2 separate regions of the Zea mays genome follow, and region 2 is linked to region 1. A link is a contact called in public Hi-C data. All regions are on one chromosome and are shown on one strand. Each heading gives the region's core, a stretch centred on a gene start, on an enhancer-like site or on the middle of the called end of the contact. The rest is flanking DNA. Distances are from core to core; before and after follow the strand shown.

What was found. Hi-C and Micro-C count contacts between places; a contact is called where the count stands out from the background.
Region 2: a contact with region 1 is called in a Hi-C map of leaf, with 8 times the contacts expected there. The contact joins the promoter of LOC100216707 here to the promoter of LOC103643844 in region 1. A contact is called at or near these places in 3 of 25 Hi-C or Micro-C datasets (ear and leaf).

The regions. Positions count from the first base shown.
Region 1 is chr1:269,880,367-269,886,188 of Zm-B73-REFERENCE-NAM-5.0, reverse strand. It overlaps LOC103643844 (chloride channel protein CLC-d), which reads left to right and starts at 3,479. Exons shown (of 23, transcript XM_008667011.3): 1 at 3,479-3,822; 2 at 3,926-3,998. The coding sequence starts at 3,625.
Region 2 is chr1:270,028,855-270,034,676 of Zm-B73-REFERENCE-NAM-5.0, reverse strand. It overlaps LOC100216707 (Late embryogenesis abundant (LEA) hydroxyproline-rich glycoprotein family), which reads right to left and starts at 2,750. Exons shown (of 1, transcript NM_001143112.1): 1 at 1,343-2,750. The coding sequence starts at 2,678. The coding sequence ends at 2,013.

The DNA of each region.
Region 1 (5,822 bases), core at 2,230-4,729:
GTGCGAATGTACTGGTCCTCGGCGGCGGCGGTCCAGCCACCGGCAGCTTGATGGCTAACCATCCCGAAGCGCGTCAAGTGGGCTGCCTTATTCCACGCGAGCAGTCACCAACCTTCGTCGCCCCGGGGTGCTTGGGATAAGCAGCCGAGCCGCCGCTGCCGCCGCCGTGGCTCTCTGCCTGCGCGGGGGACTCTGGAGTCTGGACTCTAGACTCAAGCAGGTCATGGCTCCTTTGGATTCCTTGGAAAGCATGTCGAGTCGCTTCGGCTTCTGGAAAAATCGAGACATGTCGAGTCGCTGTAAGGCCAGCTGCTTCGTATCCGTTAAAAACTGATCCTATGGCCGGAAGATAAAGAGACGACGTGGACACAGCGAGTCCCGCTTTGTATTGTATAGTAGTAACTGGAAGGCTCTGGACGCAGAGACCAACGCTTCAAGAAAGGGAGGCCGTTCAAATTGCATCGGATGAATATGATTCACGGGCAAACTGAGAGGCAACGTCGTCCGTTGATGGATCATCTTGCGCACGATATTTTTTTTTCAGCAGACGTGGATGAATGCCAGCGCCCGTTTGCGTCATGCTTTATAGAGTAGTAATTTCTTTTCCGGAGAAGAAAACTACGCTCTCAACTCGCAACATCTCCGCGGGCACAAATCCTTTTCGCTTTTGGGGAACTCAATTGGACTTTGGGCCGTGTCGCAGCCACTCTTCACAAGTCAAAACGACGACCACGACCACGTGCTCTGGTGGCCATGTGCCCATGTGCACGTCTCGCCATCGATCCTACGTGGTGCAGTATAAGAGCAATTTTAATAAGAAAAACACTTGCTGAGCCATGGCGGATCTGAAGGGGCTGAGGGCTCCAGCTCCCCTACAACTATAAATTTCATCGATGTAGATGTAGAGGTGAAAGTTGTAGGGGAAAAAAGAAACAATAAGGGCTAATTTGGTGCTAAGGAATCCTAAGGAGATCCATGAGAGAGGAATTCCCTTGTTATTCAAAATTGAATTGCAAGAGGATTTCTCTCCTATAGATCCCTTTGGGAACCCTTACCACCAAATCAGCCCTAAGAGAAAAAATAACCCCTTGCTCTATTGGAGAAAGAGGTGGATCGTAAGAAGGGAAGAGGAAGTTAAAAAATGAGTCCCTCTACCGTTTTGTGTTGTTTGCACCAATAATAAAACCAGCCTTTGTTTTCTTTTATTTTAAGGAATTGAAATCTTACTAACACTACAAGAAAAAAGGCAAACAGTGTCGGCCAAAAACCCACACTCTTACTGAAATAAGCCGACACTCTTAGAATGTGACATTTCACCACTTTTCAAAGGTATCATATAATCCTATCTCAAATTCATGGGGTGAGAGATGAAATTGATTTTATAGATTTACATGCTATTTTTTCGATGTACAACTTATGGCACACTCTTCTAATTGCTTCGCTATAACATAAATGTAGTATATAACTATCTCTCTCATATAATTCAGGTTAATATACAAATATATTATATATATAAATATATGAACTTAATTAGTTTTGTCTAAATTATAATTGTTAAAATAGAATTCAATTCCAACGAAACAAACGGGGCCTTAGTCTAATTCTGGATCTGCCATTGCTTGTAGCGTGTCATTTAGCCTATCTATATAATAGTTAGCTCTTCGGTATGTTATCTCTCATAAAGCTCCTTCGTTTTTGTGTCAAAGCCATATGTAAATTTATAGTCCGCTTCTCCTCTCTTCTCCATCTCATTATTTAGCCAGTTTATAGCCTTTTATTATGCTTGCTCTAATAGCCCAGTGGTGGGCTTCGGCTCAGATTCGAGCGCCACACCTAGGGGTGGGCGTTCGGGTTACCCGAAAAATTCGGGTCGGTTAATTCGAGTATTTATTAAAATTTCGGGTTTTGAGAATCGATACTCGAAATTACAACGGGTTTTATAATACCCGAAAATTCGGTTACCCGGAATTTCGGGTTCTGGTCCGGGTATTCCCGAACTACCCGAATTGTTGTGTCGGCTTTATAAAAACACATACACCCTATTAAATTAGTATAAAAATACAGTCTGAATAATGATATAAATGGACATATAAGACACAAGCAATCTACAATCACAAGTTATACACACTTACACATAACTATAGATGTACAAAATAATAATTAAGCATGACATGAGTACATGACACATGAGAGTTCGGATAATTCGGGTACCCGGTTGTGATACCCCGAATTACCCGAAATAGATTCGGGTTTTGCAAGTTGCTACCTGAAATCACCGAATAAAATTTGGGTTTTGGGTATTTCAGGTTTAAGTTCGGGTTACGGGTTTTTTGCCCAGCCCTAGCCACGCCAGCCATGCTCCCTAGCCAGGCTATCAGCCTACCACTAGCCTCGACGATCGAGCGCCAATGGCTCATCTCTTATGTCCTACATATTTCAAACTATATACCCGTACGTTGCCACGAGGCACGGGAGTGTGAGGAGCGACGTCTAGACTACAAATATAATTTTTGTTTATATCTAAACACTAAAGTACGTGTGATCCAGTAGTTAGCCCTAAATTTTTAGAGCAGAGGGGTGTGAGTTCAAGTGCTACTATTTTTTGCGGGTGCTGGGCGTGGGGAGGTGAAGACTGGTACCACCAGTGCCCACATTAGACTATTAATATAGTAGTATAGATTTTATAAATAATACCTTCTACAATGCAAATATTTTACATGACTATATACACAACTTATTGGTTAGGTCATCTTCAACAGACCATATAAAGGGCCGTGTAGATTACATTTTTTGCAAAATAGAGTTTAAAATATGAAGTGAAATAGAGAGTGGAATAGAGAATCTGCTGAAGATAGTCTTATAGATTCAGGAGCTATTCAACAGACCATATAATATCATATTTTGTAATTATAATGATAATACCATAATTTTAGTTAGATACAACATAAACCGTGATATCTAGACAAAAACTAGTCATTTGCTATTTAAATACAACGTTATAAACCATGATATTTAGACAAAAGCTAGTTATATTGTGAAAATTTTGAGTTAAAGTGAAGTTTAAATACTTTAAAAATATCTTGGTATCTAAAGGTTTCTAAAACTTGGTTATCAGAAATACAATTAAAATTACGTGACTATAAAATATCATATTTTTTTTATAATTATAATTGTTTAGAAATTTTAAAAATACTCTATGGACCGTTAACCACACCATTTTTTTGTACTCTATCTGTCCTAAATTATAATTCGTTTGATTTTTTGTGTCAAGTATGATGGACTCGTCTTATTTATTTTTTTATGAAAAATATGAAAAATTCAAAGCCATATTTTAAATATATTATATGATAAACAGTATATAGTAAAAATTAATAATAAATATAAGTTTATTTTTGAACAATACAAGCCGATCAAATTTAGGTTAAAAAATTTAAACGAATTATAAAATTATAAATTGGAATGGTAAAATTAAAAAACAGAACCTAACCACGCCACAAATTCACGGGACCAACTTGACGAACTCTTGGTTCTCAAGCTTTCCCGGCCAGTCTCGCAGCAACCCTTTCCCTACCCCGATCGAGCGTGCGTCAAGGTCGGGATCCGGCGCCGCCGCATCCCGATCCGATGCTCTCCGGCGTCGACCACGACGTTCCCGACGGCATCGGGATGGCGCGGCTCGCGTGGACGCGCCTCCCCACCGCCGACGGGGAGGGGGCGGGCCCCTCCACTTCCGAGGCCGCGGACGACGAACTCTTATCGGGCGCTGCCATAGAGAGCCTCGACTACGAGGTCATCGAGAACTACGCGTACCGGGAGGAGCAGGTATCCGCCGCCCCAGCCCATCCGCTGCTATTGTCCTCGACTCGAGAGCGTGTGGTTTTGGTGTGCGGTCAGCTTAGTTTTTTGTGTTGCTGGGTCGGCGCAGGCGCAGCGGAGCAAGTTCTGGGTGCCCTACTACGTCATGCTCAAGTGGCTGTTCGCTCTGCTGATCGGCGTTGGTGAGCACTCTGTTTGATCCTTGTCATGTTATAGTTAGCCATTTGTCTGGACTCTGGTTCTATGAGCTTAGTGCAGCAATCTTAATCCAAGTAGCTGGAGCTTTATTTGACCGACACATTTCCTTAAATCTGTTTTCCCCAGAGCTGTTGTTTACTTGCTTGATTACACTTATGTATCACTGGGAACTGTTTATCTCGCTGATATAATAAATCACTTAAACTGCGAGCCTAATTACATGAAATGTAGTTCAGATGTGTCTCGTTCAACTGAGGCCCTGTTTGTTTTCTTTCAGGATTATATAACCCAGCTTATGGATTATATAAGCATCTATTGATCGCTTATGGATTATCATAATCTAGATTCTAGGTATCTAGATTACATAATCCATCTGATAATCTGTGTTGTTTGTTTACCTCTCAACTTATTTAAGTTGGATTATATAATCTAGAGGGTAAACGTACAAGGCCTGAGTTTCGGATTTTGGTTCTTTTTGTTACAACTAATGCTACATGTGACATATGTCAGTCAGATACAAAATATGCAACGCAACAAAAAAACCTACTATGGTATTTTTGAACTGAAAGTGCATAACACGGAAAAGCCATGGTAAAATTAGCTGTATAGAAGGATCAGATGTCCTCATGTTCTAGGCGGAATGGGATAAGGCGATGGGGCTGGATATAACACTAAAAATCATTTATATTGGCTAAAAAAATAAATCATGCAAATGCGTAGATAATGGTAATGTGAACTTCATTTGAATGCAATAATTACAATTTAAAGTAAAATTGACTTAAACAAGCGGTTATCTAATTAAGGAAATGATAGATCTTCGTCTCAGTGATCAATTCATCAATTTTTTGAGTTGCTTTCATCAACAATAAATCACACAGATAGCCTGCGCAGGCATGCAGCTCGTCTTGAGCACTCGCTTGGCCTCGCGCGCTAGCCTGCGCAACACAGTCCTGCCTGAAAGAACACCAGGTTGGGAAGCGTTTTTTACCTACCGTAGTAGACCGCCTGTATGTATTTATAGGAGATGGAATACCATCATCAGATTACAAAGGGGCTGGCGCCAGCAATCAATCAAATCAATCAAAACAGATTATGATTGATTGGATTCTATCTATAACAGATCTGATTGATTGCCTCAGATTATATCTATAACTGAACAGATCCTTTCCTAACTGAACAGATCCTTTCCTATCTTTGCACAGGCGCATCACCCTTTCCTTACTTTACAGATACATTGTTAATATTATCTAACATCCCCCTCAATCATAACTTGCATAAGTTAAGATTGTCTCTGAACAGATCCATCTTCTTCTTCGTCAGAGCTTTTGTAAAACCATCTGCTATCTGGTCATTTGTAGAAATCACTCTCACATCCAGGAGCTTCCTTGCCACTCTTTCACGCACAAAATGGAAGTCAATTTCAACATGCTTAACACGACCATGAAAGACTGGATTGGCTGTGAGATAGGTAGCTCCAATATTGTCACACCAGATTCTTGCTGTAGGGGGACAAGAAATTTTCAGTTCCTTCAATAGAGACTGAATCCACATCAACTCAGCAGTGGCATTTGCAATAGCTTTGTATTCAGCCTCAGTACTAGATCTTGACACGGTTGGTTGTTTGCGAGCGCTCCAGGATACCAAATTACTGCCCAGAAAAACAGCAAATCCCCCTGTAGAGCGCCTGTCATCAATATCTCCAGCCCAATCTGCATCAGTGAAGGCACTGACCAGCAGAGAAGGTGACTTTGAAATCTTCAACCCATGGTGAAGAGTGTATCGAAGGTACCTTAAGATACGCTTGACTG
Region 2 (5,822 bases), core at 1,501-4,000, 150 kb before region 1:
ATCACCTGCTCCTCTGCAGCCTAATCCTCCAACAATATTCTAGGGGAGAGAAAAAAAAGGAAGATTTGTTGTTTCATGGCTAAAATAACTATGACCTCTTGTAGCAGCTATATGCCAAAACAACTATATCCAAATGCAAAAAAACCAAAGCCAGTAGGCAACTTGGGCACTTGGCATTACTTATATCCATCAACATTGCTTAAGGCATCACTTAACAAATTAAGATGGTCACTTCATATTTTACTATAGCAGATAGCTCATCAAGGAATTAAACAAATTACTTTCACCAGTAGTCGAGTACCAAACATATCTTTACAGAACAAGGAGAAAGAACTTTCTGTGAACATCAAACAGGGCATGTGATGAGTAGATGCCACATTGAAGCTTAAGCGTCTCTAGCTTTATGGCAACGAAGGAGAAAAACTGAAAATAACAACCTGACTGGACTTGGCGACAAACTGGAAAGGTTTAAGGTGACAAACTAGCACCTTATCATTGCCAGAAGAAAGGTAGCTTTCTGGAAAACCCAAAGGCAGGCTAACATTAGGAGAACTTTCCCTGATTTCCTATACTATAGAGAACACAAGACATTGTTTTTTTATGCGTTGGATAACCAGAGTACCAGACACTTGACGGTGAGATTGTTAGGTGATAAGGGGATGGGGAAAAGGGTAGTTGCTCCATCAAGGTTTTGTAATGAAAACGTGCCAGCAGGGCTGGTAGGACTATCCACAATCAATATATCGTATTGAAATGTTTTGATTGGTTCATGCAGACTTTGAGAACTCCCTCAAGGCCTCAACTATAATATCCTTTTAGACTATCTTGACTTTAGAACTTCACTTTGTTATCCATGCAGCAGGATTAGGAAAAACAAATGCATGCTACACTGTTTTATTTGTTCAATGAGACGATGGTTTTCCTAAGTTACAGAATGACAAAATGATGCAAGAGGTATAGAAGTGGAAAGTGCAAGCAACAGATTTCATTAACTAAAACTGTCTTTTCCTTCGAGCAGAAAACCTTCATTTGGGCATGAAAAATAAAAATACTAAAGCAATGCAGCCTCCATGCCAATAGTTCCATAAATCCGAAGTGGTACCAGGAAGGGTACATTAAACTTTCAAGTCCAGGAAGAGAGAAATGATAACAGTTACAGCCACAAGGAACATGTGAAATGTTGTCAAAAGTATTCTTTTTATGTGTTTTTAGATCTATCACTACTCTCCCTCTTACTAGGTGCCCCTTGATGATTGTAATTTATAACTGTAAATCAATCACTTCAGCCAAGGATTAATCATGGAAATAGAAAATTCAAACAGAAGTCAACGCCTTCATAATAAAAGGATAACAATTTGTTTCAAATTCGTAAAAAGAAGTCAAACAAAGGATATGTTTGATACAATGCATTCTTAGAGAGGCAACATACTAAATCACTGTTACATCTTGAATCAAAGTTTTATAGAAAAATGATATCTGCATACAGGAGGTAACTTGTCACTGATCATGGTAGAAGTAACAATGAATCAAAATGGAAGCTAAATGCTAAGTATTTAAGACATGTCTCATTATGTCCTTTTGCAGATATAAAAAAACAAATATATCATTTAGTGAATCATGAATGAGAGAATTCGAGCATGTATCCTGCTAACATTACACCATGAATGTTCTGAATATGATGGCCATACCATGTCTGACAGATGAAAGATATCTAGATCAATGCAAGAAGATTGAGTAGGTCTTCTCTCCTCTCTTTTTTTCTGCATTGTTCTGTGTTGTTTTTCTTTATAATGCACTAGCCATTGTATGGACCTTACACCTTAACAATCATATCAGATAAATTATGCGGGTAATAGTAAACTCTTGTCGGCAGTGAAAATTCCAAAAATGCTTCACCTCACGTCAATACCCTACCAAATTTAACGTCGTAGAGACGTAGTCATATGGGCTTTCGCAATACCATGGAAAAAGACAAGACGCGTCTAAGTCCGAAAACTGATACAGTTTATAATTCAATTCATGAGATCTGCATATATAACAATATAAAAAACAAGAAACGAACCATTCACCTTGACCGGGATGCTGAGGAAAAGGAAGTGGAGGTGGCCCTCGACCTCGGCGATGGTGTCGAAGGGCACGGATCCTTGCGCGAGGTCCTCGAGCAGGTACATCGCGTCCTCGACGACGCGTATGCCGTCGAGCTGCAGGTTGGCGTCGACGTACGAGACAGCGCGCGCCCGGACCCGTCCGCCGCCGGATGTTACCCGGCCAAGCCCCGCACCGCGGTAGCCGATAGCGACGTCGAGGCGGGTGTAGTCGAGCGCGAAGAGGTCAGGATTGCGAACGCGAACCTTGAGCGTGGCGGATATAGTGACGGCGACGGCAGGGCGTGCCACGACGGAGACGTGCGCTAGGTGGAGGCGGGCCAGGGAGATGTCCGGGTCCGCGGGCCAGAGGAGGAAGCCCGCGAGCGCGAGGAGGAAGAGAACGGTGAGGCAGGGGACGATGCAACGGCCGCCGCGACAGAGGCCGCGGCGGAGGCGAACGGGGACAAGGAAGACCGTGTAGGTGTAGGAGTCGGCGGGATGCGGGTCGAGGTAGGGCGGCGGTGAGGCGGCGGTGGAGGTGGGGAGCAGGGGATCCCGCATCCCCGCGGTGGGTTGCGTAGTCTTCGCCATGGGGACCTGGAGCAGCGATGTGTAGGCGCAGGCGGGTACGGGCGGGCCGGCGGAACGGTGGACTGAACTGGTGATGATGGTGCGTATACCCTATACCGTAGCTTGGAAGGGGACCAAGGCCCCGTTTGTTTGGGCTTTTTTCAACTTCTGGCCACCAAAAGCTCTTGCGAACTGCTAAACACTCCAGCTTTTCAGCCCGCTTCTATAAGAATCATTTTGGTAAAAACCGTCTAAAATCAACATGAATACAAAATCGGTTGAGTCGTCGCGATAGTAGGAATTCATCGCTTTCTAGATCCTGAAACATTTGAACTACTTTATCTTCCTCTTCACGTAATCCCCATGATACTCAGATTTTTCTCACAGCCAGATTCTCTCTACAGCCGGATTCTCAAAAAAGCTGTTCAGAAAAAAGCTTAACCAAACAGGCCCCAAAGCGGTTGATTGGAAGTTGCGGGGGTGTTTGGTTATAAGTTCCACGTAGTAAGGCTTGTTTGCATGCTCTAGTACTCACCGCAATATATATGAGTTGAGAGAGTTTGGTATGTAAATTAAACTAATTTACACTAAAATCCACCTCAACTCATATATATTGGACTAAATAATAGAGTATCCAAACATAATTTAAAGGAGTGTTTGGTTTCAAAGGTTGTTTGTTTTAGCTTATGATTACTATGTATATGTCTGCGCGTTGTAATGGGTAACACTTATAAACACATAGATCATTATTTAGTGATGCTATCAAGAATCAACTTAACAATCATAATAAATATCGAAGTCTGCAATTTCTAACAAACAAAATTTAGCTCAATGTCACAGTTAATCGAAATAGGCAAATTCTAAGTTGATAATACAATATCGAAATAAAGAAGATTAGATTTCTATTAATTGTTTATAGAAGAGAATCCTATTGAGGGAGCATCATCCTCTATTATCCAGTATTACACAACACTCATATCACACAGAGTATATAAATATGGACATAGTAAAATAAACTCTCTCCATACCAATTATACAGCGAGAAACCACAATACATCTCTCATGCACATCATAAATGGCAATGATCGTCTCGCTCAGAATGGCTCAGACGCGAAGACAAGCGCTGATGTCGGCGCCCGCGCACGCGCGGCACGGCCTACACCACAATCTCCAGTGTCTACTGGTACAACTCCTGCTCCGACACGGGCAGGTCTATGAACACAACGTTGGTGTCAGCATCATAGCTGAACTCCACTTTCGCCGAGTCCAGGCACCTCGCCGGCTCCCACGAGTAGTAGGCGCTGAACAGGCTGCACCGACGAACCCTGAGCACCATGGCCCTGCCGCCAACACCGCTGGTCACGACGCACTCCTTGACGACGTCGTCGGCGTTGAACATGTCGAGCAGCCCGATGGGCACGAACGAGACCTCTGGCGCGATGTGGAGCGGGCAGACATCACAGTGAGCTCATATTAGTGTTATTGGTATTGAACTTTAATCAATATAGAAATTGTCTTTGCAAACCAAAAAATGGAGAAGATTGGTCACGTGGAGATAGTTTTTCACGGTGGTATGACTTGGCGTGCATAAATTAGATTATGGTAATTTTTTTAGTTCTTCATCTTCATCTACTAGTACTTGTCCCTTTAATTCCTCCCAAGGAGCATGTTGTTTGGTCATTGATTGACTTGTGCCCGCTTGTTTTCTGCTGAGAGCCGAGGCTGAGGTCGAGGGCTCGGTCACGTACCTCACTGTATCTGATGATGTTGGTGGCGACCTCCGTCATAGGTATCGAGGGCTGAACCGGGCTCGGACAAGGCGGAAGTCCGTCCGACACTACACCAAAATAGTGAACTTCCTAGAGCCTAAACCCTAGGAAGTTAGCCCTAAACTCTAGGAAGTTAGCTAAACTCTCGGAAGTTAAGCCATCCCGTCAGAAGTTTGGCTCTCGAAAATTTTTTGTCGGAAGTTAGCTTAACTTGCTAGAGCCCTCTAGAAAGTTAGCTAACTTCCTACAGCCAAAGAAGCCTCTCGGAAGTTAGTAGGTTCAGTTAATAGCTTCACGCCGTCAGCTGACTAACTTCCTACGACCAACTTCCTACGGCTGACTGTAGCCCTAGGAAGTTAGCTGGCTAACTTCCTACGACTGACTGTAGCACCTAGGAAGTTAGCTGGCTAACTTCCTACGACCCAATAAGCCTCTAGGAAGTTAATTTGACCAGCATTACAAATGTTGTTTATTTTTATTTTACACCACATTCCACATCATAACAAATATATAACACAACATATTTTCACATAAAACATCTCACACACAATCACATAACAATATTTAAATCCATAGTCTTATCAACTACATCACAAAAGTCTCATCCATAGTCATAATAAGACACATCTCATTCGGTACTAATAAGAGATAATATCTCATACATAGTCATAATAAAAGTCTCAAGTATCAGGACACAATAACATATAGTAGGACACTTGTGCGGATGCTTGCATGAAATAGCTGACGATCTTGTGGACATATGACACTGTGTGCACTCCTTCATGCATGTAGCTACAATCGATTGGGAATTCATTAGCCCTCTTAATAACGGTGGACATTTTACGACAACCCTCGTGTGCGCGCTCGATCCACTTAGTCTTCAGCACTTTATGGATTTTTTTCGTTCCAATTCAGTAACCTGAACACACAAAAAAAACAGTTCCAAATGTCTGTCAATTGGTATATATGTAGCTGCCAAAAAACAGTTCCAAATGTCTAGTATATCTATCATGCAGGAGGAATGGAGGACAGCTCGAATTCACGAGATCGAACACCAATCCACAGGACATCAGGCATAACAACATGTGATGATTGATGCAGATGTCCACAGAATTCTGTGTGCCCCCATATATAGACAGTTTTTTATAAAAAAATAGACTTGTACGTGCATCGAAAGTTAGAGAACTGTGCTAAGAGATAGTGATACAAATAAAGAAGAACTTGCATGCATTCTCCAGGATTTGCTAATAACCAATAATGTCACTTCTGTTTCAACCTATTTAACAGGAGCACCCTTATAAAAAAGAAAGAAAGAATACAGAAAAGAAACGTAAGCTTAATTTGGTACACCACACATGATGAGCTGAGCGCAAATCTGAAAAGAGATTTGTTCACC